2 separate regions of the Bicyclus anynana genome follow, and region 2 is linked to region 1. The links are chromatin contacts, called in public Hi-C maps. All regions are on one chromosome and are shown on one strand. Each heading gives the region's core, a stretch centred on a gene start, on an enhancer-like site or on the middle of the called end of the contact. The rest is flanking DNA. Distances are from core to core; before and after follow the strand shown.

Region 1 (7,944 bases), core at 2,427-4,926:
AAAGTATGGAGTTGTCAAGTCATGACGACTGTTTTTTTTTTAATTTTATTTTTTAAGTTAGTCCTTGACTCTCACCTGATGGTAAGTGATGATGCAATCTAAGATGGAAGCAGGCTAACTTGTTAGGCGTAGGATGAAAATTCGTACCCTTTCGGTTTCTACACGACATCGTAACGGAACGCCGCGGCAGAAATCTCCCACCAGCCAGACCTGGACCAATTACGAAAACCTCAATCGGCCTACCCGGGAATCGAACCCTAGACCTTCGTCTTGTAATTCCACTGCACATACCCTTTAAACACGGACGCCGTCGAAGGCATGCAAGTCTATGTATGTATGTGTGTACCACTTCAGTCATAAGAAATTAATTAACAGTCAAGAATTTTTAGTGACGTCATGAAATAAAAATCATCATGAGCCTTTTTATGCAACTTTGTGTCTTCATTAAAAATATACAACAAAATAAAAGTAACCATTAAATATTAAAGATTTATGGGCTCTTAGTGAAGATAATTAAAAATTTTTGGCTAGACACCCGATCCGCCATTACGAGACTTAGTTACGTCACTGACAGCAAGAGAACAAGACATCGAATGGAACAAAGAGTTCATTTTTGGCGATGATTATACATTTGTAAAAATACATTTTTTTTATGCCAAAGGCTAAAACACGCGATATATATATGCGAAATTCGATAATAGACGAAACAACAAAAAGTTTGCGAAGTTATTTGAATATTTTTTTTAATTTTGTGTGTTGTAACTAGTGCACTTAAAACGTAAGTACTCGTAATTAGAAAGAAAAAAGATTACATAATAATTGTCAATAAGCTATAAAATTTTTACCTTACCATTATCCTGTACTTGTACCGACTCGTATATCTATGATCTTAAGTAAGTAAAATTGTAATACTTGTAGATCCTTTATTAAAAATTGACACTTGACACATTAAATTGTACAAATACATACATTTGAAACGATCCTATAATTACGAAGACACACAATTATAAATATAATACAGAATTTCTTAATTTTTTACAACAAATAGTCACCAAGAAAATCGATAGGTAGTTTTCCTGAAATAGGTAAATTGTGTTACATTTCTTAAACGAAATTCAATAAAAAGCTCATCCTTGTCAACGGTTTGACAGTACAGTCGAGTCGAGAATTCCTATCAAAATACACCTCGCTACATAATATAGCGGGGCAGACACGTACAAAATGAAAATAGGGGAACGCGGGATATGGAAATGCTGGTCAAATATATCATGCGCTGCCTGACAGGCCAATTCTCTTATCTGCGCTGCGCGGCGCGCGAGCGATCTAAGCTTAGCTAATATAAAATGGTTTTAAATTCAAGTTTAATTCTGGCTATCTGCGCCCTGTGCCCAACAAAAGGGCCCGATTTACGGAGTGACGCACCGCGAATATTTTAACGGATTAGAATTTGGAGCGCGTCTTAGAGTCGCGTGGTGGTTTGTTGGTTAAGATAGCACCCATTCGCACGAGCGTTTTTTTAAAAGCTTCCAAATATAGTATGAAGTTAAATGACGGTCTACGCCCAAATTGAAAATTCAACACAGCTCGAAAAAAAGCGTCGCGTTTATAGATGTGTGAACATATACTTGGTAATGCATTTAACGTCCGTTAAAAAAGCGCTAGTGCGAATGGGGGCTTAGCCGCGATTTTGTGTCGTTTGATCAGTCAAAGAAATATTGAGAATAATATATTTAGTTGCTGTTTTGAAGTGTAACACTACTTGGTAAGGTTGTCGCGCGGTATAGTTTCAGGTATTTTTTTAATTTTTAGTGGCACAAACACCATTTTTCTACAATGAAAAATAGCGTACACCTATTTTTCATACTTATAATATAAATACTTATAATTTTATTGAGACATTGAACCTAAATATTTAATTCTATTACTGCAAATAATTGAATGTTTTCGCGTTTTTGTAGTCGCAGTAAACTACAATCCCTAAAAGTTATTACCATAATAAATTGAGAAGAATTATAAAAGTTTTGCGTAAAATATAAATTTAATAAGTATGTAATTCTTCTTTACAGCGTTTTTCGTAGGTGAAAGATAAGTCGCGTCGGCTACAAAAGGTCGCGATTTACGAAGTGTCGCCGCCCGAATATCTTAACGGATTAGCCGCGACGCGCGACGCGCGACTTACTCTCCGATCGTAATTTTGCTGTTTTAGACGTAGCCTTTATATCGTAATCCTCATATATTTACCTTTTAGGATTATTTTTCTAAAGAACTAACATAATCTTATTTTTTTTCGTCATTTTCAAAAAGAACTTAAGTTAAAAATCACAAATCCTATATAAATAGATCTAGTGAGCTGGTATTATTTCGTGTAATTTTAAATAAAAATATTGTAAAATGGCTTTTAAGTTTAGGTACTTGGACAGGGTAGATAAACAAACTATATGTAATGTACATATGTAAATTACGAGCATATAACGGAGCACTTTTACAACAAAACCTGCAGTAGTTATTGCGTAAAATGCAACTAACTACCACTATAGAGATGAGACGAGATGAAAATTAACCGTGCTTCGGAAACAGTAAGTTTACAGTAGAAGTGAATTACAACACCCACCCGCCCCCACCACTATGGCCCTGGGAAATTATCATTCACTCCCGTCCGAAGCGTCAGTTTACAACACCAGGACATCATAAAGTGCAAACAATGATGGCGTTTTCCATTACAATATGTTTACCGATCCGTGGAGCGCCGCATTATGTATGTTATCCTGGTAGGACGAGCGCCTGAATTTATGAGACACCCGCAAATATTTGGCCGCGCACACTCGGATAGCCCCCGATGCTGACGGGAAGATTGCCTGTTTAATGCTGCTACCGCTTCGGAAACGCAGTTCCGCTTTATAGATTAAAATTACCTAATTAAAAGATACTTGCTAAAGTTACCCTATAAAAAATTTACAGGTCATCAAAAAGTGTAGAAATTTAATTAAACGTAGTTTCTTAAAATTAAATTATCTGGAATTACGAAATTTTAAAAAATTGACATCAGTACATAAGCCACTAAACATCGTTTGACCATTAACTGTACTTTCGATTTTTTAGTACAAATGACGTATTCCCAATTAATAACAATTATAAAGATATAGGCCGTGATAGCCCAGTAGGCCGTGATAGCCCAGTGGATATGACCTCTGCCTCCGATTCCGGAGGTTGTGGGTTCGAATCCGGTCCGGGGCATGCACCTCCAACTTTTCAGTTGTGTGCATTTTAAGAAATTAAATATCACGTGTCTCAATCGGTGAAGGAAAACATCGTGAGGAAACCTGCATACCATGTGTGAAGTCTGCCAATCCGCATTGGGCCAGCGTGGTGGACTATTGGCCTAACCCCTCTCAGTCTGAGAGGAGACTCGAGCTCAGCAGTGAGCCGAATATGGGTTGATGACGTAAGATATAGGTAAGATTTTTACCTCTACAAAGACAAGCAGGCGAATCATTTTTTTCCGCAATGCTAACGAAAGCTATTAATATTTCTACTACTTCGTGTAGTTGCAATGTTACTAGGACGAGGAGAACGACGGAGTATTCGTTATCTAGCTAGAGATGTACGTATGCTACTGTGTCATGACTCATGAGTAACGGCGACGTCAAGCACTCATGACACAGTGAGCATGACCAGGGCGTCATGACACGCGGCGGTCAGTCCCCGCGTCACGTCATGGCGGCACAATACCGCCTGCGTTATTGTCCAACAATGCGTGAAATGCCCTGACAAACGATGACAGCCGCCCGGCCGCCCCGCTCAGGCCGCCTCCTGCGATTTATTATACCCTATTACGAGATTTAATGACACCAAACGTCAGTGGCCCCGTTTATGCAACGCGGCGGACGATGGGAAGAAAATTCACGATGGGAACCTGAGGGACGTCGAACTGTCGAAATGTATACGCCATAAATAAGCAACGGCTTCCGGAAGATCGTGGGTTCCGTTCATAATACTATACAGTTGTCAGGATAGTAAGCTATAAGATTCTTCAGGTGTCAATTAACTTATCAAGAAAAAATATATAAGCAAAATGTTTTAAAGTTTTCTGCCATTCTATAATTTATACATCTTCAAGTCTATAGGCATTTTCTAGGCAACCCTATCATTGCTTTCTTTGGGAATTATTGCAATTTAAAGTCTAATTAAAGATATAAAGATAACTCAAACGGCAGACTTATTCACTATCTTTGACGTATGCTAGTTGACGTAGTATACGAATTTGAGATTCTTTATGTAACAAATGTCATCCGGTGCCTACTGGTGGATATCTCATAGTAGGTAGATTATATTTTGCTAATGGATTTGTTTTTTATTCTAATAGGTTGATATTAAAGACCAAAACAGTGAATAGGCCAGCTGTTCCCAAAGTCATTGGAAAAACAATCATCTCGCCCATTCGTCGCTCCGTGCAGAACTATTGCATTAAACTGTAAAACTATTTTGTTCGAACGCCATCCCGGAGAGTATTAAAGCGAATTACTAGTTCCGAGGGATCCGGGTGCTTGCGTTCAGATCTTCATCTAAGTTAACAAAATTACCGGTATCCGGGCCCGGCGCATTCCCCGGCGTTGCTCCCAAGGATCGCAATTTGAAAGCGCGTTAATTCACGCCCGGCTGTCTTGTTGCCGAGAAAGCTGCCAGCTTACATCCTCACTACACTCATGCTGCCCTGGTTGAGCGATTCTAAACCCAATTTACAAAGTGGTTGTGTTGTTTTTTTGCGTTTACAATGCACCTTCAGTGTATACTACCTCTAGGTAGTATACACTGAAGGTGTGTTTGCGCAAAAGAAGGAAAACCGTTTCATTTGGTACCCATATTTTTTTAACCCCAATGGTAATAATATTAGACAAACGCTTCATAAGACACCATAGGCACGTCATACAATTCCCTGTGAAACAAAGAACACTAATGACACATTTATAAAAATGTGGTGGTTTGGGAAGCAAGATATGGCAAGAAAATCAGCAGTTGCTCATTAGTAAATAAAATTATTGTCCCTACCCTATAATTTTACAGTTCATGCCATATGTCTTGTGTACAGAAAAAAGCAGATTGCTTAGAAGAATTAATACTTTGTTTTGCATTGTATAATAAATAAGGTAATTTTTTGTATTACATATTGTAATGTGTATTGCTTAGACAAAGAATGAGATGAATCTTTTGTAATAGTATCCTCGACTTAATTTCTTGATTTATTTACTGTTACAAAATTACTAAACTGTGTAGTGTACGCCAGCCCTAAAGCGCAGTGAGGTAAAAAAAAATATCACCTAACCGTACCCTTCCATGTTGCGTCGAATTTATCTCCGAACAAAAAAAATATCACATAATACCGGCCGGTAGAAAAAAATAACGAAATAACATCAAATATGCTTGGTATGCGCCGTTCGAGATCACATCAGAAATTTAAGCCTTCCATCGGGAGGGATAAGAAGAGAAAAAAAAAGAAACATTCTGACCCCGAGCCATGGACGCGTAAATTCGAATCAAAAGGAATCAAATGTCACTATGTGAATATTCTTTTGGAAGATCGTCCGAGATGGGACTCGTTGAAAGTGAAATTATTTTCAAGATTCTTTCTGATTAGTAATTATGTACCGACTAGTTACGCCTCTGGTAGTTATAAACCTCAATAGCTCCGCGATAAATGGCCGGACTTACATAGAGTGGCTATAGGTTCGAACCATACCAGATTATCACTACTAGCACAGTCTTAAATCTCTCTAAGTGAGAGAATAGTCTCTGAGAGATTATAATCCATTATTGGTCAGATATTCGTAGGTAGGTAGGTATCTACTATACCTACAGTATGGTGTTTGGACCGTGGCTTTCGAAGGTAACAGATTTCAAGTGGCTAAAAAAGTCAAATTTAAAGTCAAAATTAATTTCTTTCGATTAGGCTTAGTTTACAAGCACTTTCGAAACGTCAGGTAACTATTATTAATTAATGGTGATAATAATTAGACGAAAACCTCAATTGTACAGACCCCGAAGTATTTTATTTTCTATGGGAAATCCTGAGATATGTCCACAGTCTTCAACACTTAACTTTATGGCAACCCTTAAAGGCCCTTAAAGTTTGATCGTTAACAGTGGTTTCTGAAGGGTTGCCACCTAGAGACGTGATTCTTCAGGATATCCAGTAGAAAATAAAAAAAAAACATTACGTTTTACCTACCTGTAATAATAATTATCATAATTTAACAGTAGATACTAATTACTTGGCAACCCGCTTATAAACAAGACAAAGGAGTTCTCGATACGTTGCGATAGTAATCGATGTTCGTACTCGATTTGTTCGTTCATCATCGAGCATCCAATGTATCGAGTGACGCGCTACGGTTCGATTACGATCTACACGCGGAGATATCGTGTCTTGTGTCTAGTTTGGTTGAGAATAAACGTTTTATTTCAATAATTATAATATATATCATTATTTTTTTTTTATTCTTTACAAGTTAGCCCATGACTACGATCTCACCTGATGGTGAGTGATGATGTAATCTAAGATGGAAGCGGGCTAACTTGTTAGGAGGAGGATGAACTCAAAAACTTGTTTGGGAGTTGCACTTTGTAATGTTAGACAATAGGCAACTATGAAGTCCATCGGGTCAGCATATAGGTAATACAATAAATAAACGGCTCTACTTACGGGAGTTTATCTCGTCATCACAGCTATGAATAATTTAACTTACCTGTAACAGAAAAACACAAATATTAACAATCAAAGTCGACAACTGTGAAGGTAGATCTAGTTTTTGAATCACAATACATATGATAAACTGATAGAGACAATAAATTATGTTGTAATGATTACTACAACACACATTTAGACAATTTACATGACTTTTGACATGACTAATGTGTGTTAATAAGAAGTAACGAAGGAAATTTAGGTTTGTAGCTATAAGGAGCCGTTGGACGCTGGCGGCTTGAGACTGTTTTGTTTGGAAGTCTATGCAAGAGGTTATGTCCAGCTGTGGACATCTAACGACTGTTAATAATTAGTGATAATGATTATAACTGATAAGGAATCTTCTATCAACATTAATACAAATCCGATACTTAAAAATCTTCGGGAGATTTTGCTTGTTAAATTTTATAGGTTGATGGATTTTTCACAGATTTTATTTTCCACAGAAAAAAGTCAACGAAAGTCGAGCGAGCAATGAAGAGAGCTACGCTCAGAATATCTTTGAAAGGCCAGTTACTGACATATTATGTAGATCCTCGTAGAACAAGTGCCAAACCGAAGTAGGTACCCATCAAAGAAACGAAAAATGTAGTGCTCCAAAGTGATGAAATCTTACACCAGACGTAAGTATTGGTCGATCATAGGACTCTTCCACTAGGACCGACCGACGACATCGTCGCACGGCTCAAGACTGTTATGTAAGTCCCAACAGAGGGCTTATATGCAATTCAAGAGACGTGCAATGTGATGGTGATGATGATGAACAAAGCAAATCATCATTATTCATATTCTGCTTACTGCTGAGCTCCAGTCTCCTCACAGAATGAGAGGGGTTAGGCATTAGTCTACCACGCTAGCCCAATGCGGATTGGCAGACTTCACACACGCAGAGAATTAAGAAAATTCTCTGGTATGCAGGTTTCCTCACGATGTTTTTCCTTCACCGTTTGAGACGCGTGATATTTAATTTCTTCAAGTAATGCGTGCTCGATAAAAAACACCGCATATGAGTAACTTATGTCCTTTATGCTCCGTGTAAAAACATAACAGCAAACTGGTAGCGTGTTGTAAAAAATTACGACAATTTCGCAAAATGACACATCGAATTATCGGAAATGATGTATCCCTAACAACAGTCAGTCCGCCTTTTGACTAGTCATCGTCAAATTGCACACCGTTTAGTTAACATCGAATCTCAGAAATTA
Region 2 (7,944 bases), core at 2,868-5,367, 60 kb before region 1:
TCAACCGATCAAACAACTGGACCAACTATCCAGTTACAAGTATATACATCAACTATTGATAGGTTGAGCTCCCGTCAACTAGTACCGAGTCCCACCCACGTCCCTCGAAGGTCAACAAATCATCGCAGTTCAACTTTCAATTAACAACATGAACAGTAAGCTTGTACTGGTCCAGTAATTAATTATAGCCATTAACTTGTATACAGGGTGCTTCTATAGTGAATACTCAATAGCTCAGCGGTAAAAGACTCAACTCAACACCGATAGGTCGTATTTCGGTTCGATCACGTCCAGTGGAGTATTTTGGCTTGTGGGAGGCTTCGGCCGTGGCTAGTTGCCACCCTACCGGCAAAGACGTACCGCCAAGCAATTTAGCGTTCCAGTACGATACCCTGTAGAAACCGAAAGGAGTGTGCATTTTCATCCTCGTCCTAACAAGTTAGCCCGCTTCCATCTTAGATTGCATCATCACTTACTATCAGACGAGATTGTAGTCAAGAGCTAACTTGTAAACAATAAAAAAACAAAAAAAAATTGTCTTACCCACTTCTAAGTTCTAACACATTTTTTTCCGACTAGCAAATGACTTTAATTTTTCCACAATCCAAAATATCATCTATACTAATATTATAAAGCTGAAGTTTGTTTGTTTGATTGAACGCGTTAATCTCAGGAACTACTGGTCCGATTTGGAAAATTCTTTCAGTGTTAGATAGCCCATTTATCCAGGAAGGCTATAGACTATATATTATCTCCGTATTTCTACGAGAACAGGAACCACGCGGGTGAAACCGCGCGGCGTCAGCTAGTCTATCTAGAAATGACATCTATTAATGTTAACGTCCAAAGTAACAGGCCCAATAAACTGGTTAATAGCTCAACTTTTGTCTCGTCCCATTATGTCGAGCATTAACATATACATATGGATTAAATTCCTTAATGGCCGTTAGAGGTTAATTTGCAAGACATTATGACAGGAAATATTTACGCGTCGAATTAATCTTAGAGACGCGGCGCTTTTATCTTCAGAAATCTATATCTATCTACTCGTATAAAACAGAGTCGGGTTAGTTACGCTTATTTAATTACTAGCAGACGCCGCGTGGTTCCCGTTCCCGTAGGAATATGGGGATAAGATATACCCTATAGCACTCGGGGATAGTGTCTTAGTGTAGCTTCCCAACAGTCAAAGAATTTTTCAAATCGGTTCATTAGTTCCAGAGCCTATTCAAAACATACAAACAATAAAATCTTTGTTTTCAAAATTCATCCGCGTGAAAATCGATGTCAACTTTCAACCCCTATTTCACCACCTTCTATTTATATTTGCACATGTTTTATATTTTTACCAATTTACAAGTTTGTAGCATGAAAAATGAAGAACTTTCATACTGAGCCTGCTTGAAATAAATGATTTTTGATTTGATTTTGATTTACTAATTTGCTAGAGCCTTTAGACCTCTTTAATCCGGCCCTATCGCAAAATCCGTTCTTAGCGGATACTTACTAACATTACTAACTATAGGTACACTACCTCCCTGCTAAATTTCATCTTGTGCGAAAAGTGGTTTTTGAGATTGCCTGATAATCTTTTGCATTTATTTATTAAAATATAACTTAACTGCTGGATCAATCTTTGCTGGATTTGTCCTTGCCTTGAATAGCAGAATAACTATTAAAACATTGAAACATAGCATATATTGAAATAGCTTTTAGTAGATATTTATAGAAAATAAATTTTATTATAAAATAAATGCAATCTATTCGTATCTAACTTCGCAACAAGTGTTGCAAAAATGAATTTGTACTAGTGGAGATTTCATAAGTTATGCCAGACAGATTTCGTGTTTATATCATAAAATAGGCCTAACCTGTCTCATTACAATCGATTTTATGTTTCAATGAATCATGACATGGACTGTTCTAAATCATTTTAATATTGAAAGTACACCCTGTATGTGTAGAACGTGGATGGGCTTTATGGTCGGGAATCGACGTCGGGGTCTGCGGTCAAAGGAGCACCCTGCTGCGACTGAGCGCTCGGGACATGCGCCTACTAGGCGCGCAGCGATGCGCGGGCTTTTATATCTCCCATAGTAATAAATCAGGTTTTAAAACCTCTCTCTCGCCTCTGCACTCCTAAATCCTAATACGTCTATCGCACCGGGAGAATAAGCGAATACTTTCGAGTTATTAAGAGACACCTAAATTAAAAATAACGATAAACTAAATACATGTTTTTCATAAATTTTTAATAGTGATTTTATATTTTTTATTTTTAAAAAATTAATAATGAATATTCATGACTGATTTTTCAAAAAGCTGATGGCTACAAATCAAGTTTGCTATACTCAAGGTAAAGGACTACTAGCTCTGATCTATTATTCTATTGCCTTGCGCTCCTAGTACATCCACAGCAAGTATTTCACGTTAAATGGACCAAATAACTGCTTTGATGGCGCGCGCTGGACTCTGTCCGCTATTTTAACGATTTTTCGCTAGGAGATTTCCGTTTTCGTTGAAATTATTGTTATTGTTTTGTGGCGGCCATGCGTTATGGTCGCTCTACTATCAAGTTCCGTTCATGATTCTTGGCGGCTTAAGTTAATGGAGGCTGGTTAAAGTTAAGAGCAATTTCTTGAAATTAATTCATCCGAAACTAAATAAAAATATTTTCTAAAATGATCCGTCCTTTTTTCTGTACTTTTCTATCTTATGTGCAGCAGAGTCTGGAGAAAACTTGAAAGGAATGAAGGTGAATGAATCAGAAACGTTTAATAACATCTTATAAAAAGATCGATTTAGTTTGTGGAACATTCATTTTTAAATGCCGTTTTGAGAAGATCTATTATTGTATTGTATTGTAACCACAAACAAGATGACCTCAGGACCATTATACTTGAAAGTTACTACAAAACTACAGAAAATCAAATGTTTAGCAGTATCATTTGAAAATGATGAGAGTGATACTTAATCATTTACTATCATGATGATGATATATCACTTTCCTGTATTTTCTGCCAGCCTGGTAGATCGGGCAATGTAAATAGCTGCAGTACCAGGGCATCAGTAGTTCGTGGCGGTGTTAGAACGTGACTGACGCGTCGCGGTTTCGGAGTATATTTTTCAGTGGCCCGCGCGGAAAGCGATCGCGTTTGTTGCTACATGTACGGTCAGCAAAATGGTAAACTTTAAAGTTTCAAATTGAACAGCAAGAAAGAATCATATAAGCGGTTACTCAATTATTCTGAATCAACTTACCCATACCCATAGTTGACAAAAACTTATAGTTATAGACTCTTATAGTTTAGGGGATTTGGTGCTTAGACCCAACACGCTGCTACAATGTAGGTTGGTGTGCTGAGATAATATTTAACTTTGTCGCAATCACTTAATAAATAAAAATATAAATCACCCACTCTAGAAAACATCCATGCATATCCCACAAATATAAATAAAAAGGAGCCTGTATGTTGCCCTAATGTTAAAGTCCTATTAAAATCGGTGGAGCCATTTCTGACAAACAGACAGACTGACTGACAGACTGACAGACAAAATTTTGTGAAAAAGCTTGGTTTTGTTTTAGTATCGTGTAATAAATTAACTACGAACGAATATATTACATGCGTACGAATATATTATATGCGTGATAGCCCAGTGGACATGACCTCTGTTTCAGTTGTGTGCATTTTATGAAACTACACACACATCACGTGTCTCAAACGGTGAAGGAAAACATCGTGAGGAAACCAGCATAACAGAGAATTTTCTAATTTTCAAAATTCTCTGCGTGTGTGAAGTCTGCCAATCCGCTTTGGGCCAGCGTGGTGGACTATTGGCCTAACCCCTCTCATTTTGAGAGGAGACTCGAGCTCAGCAGTGAGCCGAATATGGGTTGATAACGAACGAATATAAGCACTTGAGAAAACAGGTTAATTTGACATCACAGACTTAAAGTTTATTTATACGATGGTGTCCTTTTCTGCTGTCGGTAGCACGTTCCGCGACAATCGACACGGCCGTTAGCCGGCGCGACGCGACGTTTTTCACGGGCGTCGCGTCGCGTCGCGGCGGATCCATCACGCGACGTCGCGGCCGCGCACTATGCGCGTGATGTACGTGGCGGCCGAGTGACGGAGTGGCTCTAAACTTGTGTTTCACTTGTTAAATGACAACTTTACGCAACACTGTGGGTAAAGTGCACATTTTTATCACTATCATTTAAAAATAGTGCTAATTAAAGCCGTATTTGAAAGAACTGTCTGCAAATCCAGTTAAAATCTTTATGATTTAAACGGCTTGAATTACATCACTAACTTGCTACCGCCTTCAAACTGATCAGAAGGTAGCAGATAGTACGGTGTTATTTTTCGCTTTTTAGTTTAAGTAAAAACATTTTTGTGATTTTTCCTTTTTTAGTGATAACATGTTATAACTGTAAAAAAACATATTAAGAATTTTGGTTATAAATCCTTAAACCAGGATATTATTTTGCTATAATTAGTACTTATGTACTCGTACCTCGGTACAATAAACCAAACCAATTTTGAAAAATACTATTTAAACCTTTTATAAATCACTCCTCGTTTACCCCTATGATATATGAATTAAAATATTCTTTGTTACTTTTTCTTCTCATCCTCATCACTATACTTCTAATGACAGTCACAACCCATCTAGATGTAATGTTCTTATAAATACAATTTAATCAAGTCCAATCACATGGTAGCTACTGTAAGCCGTTGAGAAGTCCTCGTAACTGTCCCTCGTCTCCATCACCAGACCCCTAATGACTAAATAATAAATATAAATGAATAATTCATCTAGATGTAAAGTTCTTATCAATACTACCAGGCTCTCAGGGTACTTAGTGTACCAGGACCCTAAAAACTACTAGGACTTTCATCAAAAGAAATACGTGTTTGTAAGTACTAGGACGTCGCAGGTTTATGCATCTCACAACTACCAGGACGACATGAGTTATTATGGATAATACCTTTTATGAATTCAGTGTTAATCAAGGTTATTTGTTTATTTATTTATATAATAAAATAAGTGCTAATTCATTTTGGTCATGTTTGTAAATGTAATGTATATTGTAAATGTTCCTTCAAACAAACAAACTATAAAATTTTTATTCCTTTTTTTTCAATAGCTATTTAAAAGAGTATTATAAAAAACAATTATCATTTTATCAAGATTACAATTTTTTCAAGATAATCATTTTCTTTTCTAATATAGTTGATTTTTGTTTAATGTTTTTCTAAATACATAAGGAACTATTTTCTCAATTTGTTATCAGCTATATCCGTAGTATCACATAGCAGAAATGTTTATTTTTTGGCTTCGACTTAGCTTATTTACTCGTACATACAAGGTCGGAAACTTAGGAGTTAGAAAATACATTACGTTAGATAAACAGTGAAGTGAGAAACCATTTTCTTTTTAATTTCTTACCAGGGCATCAGCTGTATACGCATCACATAGCTACCAGGCCGACATAAATTGGCATCTCGCGTTTCTTTTGTCGCTGGGAGCGAGGGTTGCGAGGGGTGGAGAAGGGGGGAGGCTAAGGTTGACAAATGTGCCGCTCCGAGCATCCGCGGGCGATACAATCGGTGCGTTGCTTACAGTGCTCCGTTGTAGGAAAAAACTAGGGTTGGCAATCGTCGTTGGAACTGTATATTGTTTTCTTATTTGAGAACGTCAATTAATTATTATTTGCATAATTATAAAAATAAATTTTCTATATAATAATACATTTTCTATATGTAGTTAGGTATAGCTCGTGCTCGATTAACTTCTACGGCTTTGCGGAATATTTTCAATGGCACTACTGGTAAATAATTTTACTTGGCAGCTCTTCTCAGCCCTTGCGAGCCTGGGTAGAGTGTAAAACAAATTTGATATTAAAAAAGTATTTGTGAACCAAGCCTACTGAATTATACTATTAATTATGAAACTTTTTCAATCATTACAACTACTCAGCTAAAAAATAATAATTTCATAATTCTAATTTTTCACTTTCTTCTCTCGAGGAACTAAGATTCTAATTTTGAATATAAAATTAAAACATACTTGTTTATTTTTGATATACCTTATGCGGCGCATATATTTGAGACACGTCATTACGCGTTGCCACGGTATATACGTAATAAGTATAAAATTACTTACTTTACCCGGCATCCTTTTTTACATTGCTGGTACATTTACATTACTGGTAGGTGAGCAGTCGCAGTAAGATTGCATGACGTTTTTACATAAGTACTTAGACACATAATATAATAAACGTTTTTCTCTGAATCGGTAGTAAACGCTGCTATAATTACAAACAGAACAGAAAAGTTAAGGTATTTTTACCTATTATGTTACGGTTTTATAGAGAATAAACGATTATTATTATTACTATTATTAGATTTCATTACATGTTTTTCATTTGGTTTGATACATTCCAAATATGTAATTACACTCTCCATAAAACTCATTTCATAGACGTGAAAATAAAAAATTAAAACATTTAAGTAAGTGTCAAATTATATCGTGATATCTTCTTGTAAGGTAGAAATCTTACGCTGACGAATGTCTTACTTATACGAGTATATTTTTATATTAGACTTTTTTGAATTACTATATTATTATTTCAAATTAAACTTTCTCCTTTAACTTTTACTTCGATTTCTATTACAAGACTTTGAGAAAGAGCAATGCTGGTCGATACTCCACAGGGTGAATTAATGATATCCAATGGGTTAAAGGACGCCGTTTTTGGAGAAGGCTCAAGATATAATCGGTGCGATCGGTTTTCGATCAATACAGGCTTATTTCATTGAATTTTTTCATCGATATCTTACGACAATAACGATGACGAAATTCGTAGAATATTACAGATATTTTACTAATTTTTAAGTCAATTGTTTTTAAAATACCAGCAGAAAGTAGGCTCAGCTGGCCGTGTTACATATTTAAAATGTATTAAATACGTAAACAATTTTCATTTTCCTTATTGTCATGAGAGTCCAACTCATAAAATATTAAAATGGAAAAGCAATAAAGCGGCAACCCTGCGGCACGCGTCACTGGACCCGTCCCGGCGTGCCATTACTCACTGTCGGCCGCCATTTTCAAACCCCGCCCGCTACGCCGCTACGATGCTACGATGCTACGACGCTACGAGTGTAGCGACGCCACCAGACATAGCTGCTCGGCGGGTCTGCCGCCCTGGTGTTTTTTAATAGTTTTGTTAATTATAATTACTAATTAACCAATTAACGGATTAATATATTTTTCTTTATTTTTTAAATACGAGTAATATGATTCTAAAGTTATTGCAATAATGGCATTCTGTGATTGGCTGGTGAGAGCCAAAGATTCAATGAACCTTTTCCATCTAGACCACATGATGTCATACTTTTTTAAAGTTACTTTTTCATTTAATTTAAAATTGGGGTGCAAATGTATCCTATCGTAAAGAATATTTTAGGTTGTATGTAAACAATGGCGATTCTCTCATTACGCTTATGTCACAGCCAATTTGTAAAAAATGCACATATCAGAAATGTTTCTACTTTTGGAAGACCCTTTGGCTTTGGGTGTATTAGTAACCGTCTGTGTGTAAAACTAAAAGAGCTTATGTAATGCAAAAACCTACTATGAATATATTATCAACCACAGAGTACAGAGTGATTGGTAGTTACAAACTTTTATTTTTTTTTAAAACGATTTCGATGTCTTACTCTAAAATTTAATAAACGAATTTCTTGATTAAACCATGAATAAAGAAGAAACTGAAGTTTTGTTTTAAGACTTTACTCATATTTTACTTAAATTGATCAGATATTATGGAATTTCATCAAATACTAAATTAATAATGTACCTATACTAGTATTTGTCATGGCTATTGTCTTGGAAGATTAGTACTAGTAGATATAGAGTGATACTATTCTT

Evidence for each region. Hi-C and Micro-C count contacts between places; a contact is called where the count stands out from the background.
Region 2: a contact with region 1 is called in a Hi-C map of whole larva, with 2.7 times the contacts expected there. The contact joins two enhancer-like sites. A contact is called at or near these places in 2 of 2 Hi-C or Micro-C datasets (whole body and whole larva).

The regions. Positions count from the first base shown.
Region 1 is chr21:13,595,008-13,602,951 of ilBicAnyn1.1, reverse strand. The region is part of intron 11 of LOC112054591 (homeobox protein homothorax); the gene reads right to left. Among protein-coding and RNA genes, the nearest start is that of LOC112054612, 87 kb to the left of the region's middle. Within about 2 kb of position 3,676, at least 5 of the 8 cell types and tissues checked have open chromatin away from gene starts, as enhancers often do.
Region 2 is chr21:13,655,699-13,663,642 of ilBicAnyn1.1, reverse strand. No RefSeq gene overlaps it. Among protein-coding and RNA genes, the nearest start is that of LOC112054612, 26 kb to the left of the region's middle. Within about 2 kb of position 4,117, at least 2 of the 8 cell types and tissues checked have open chromatin away from gene starts, as enhancers often do.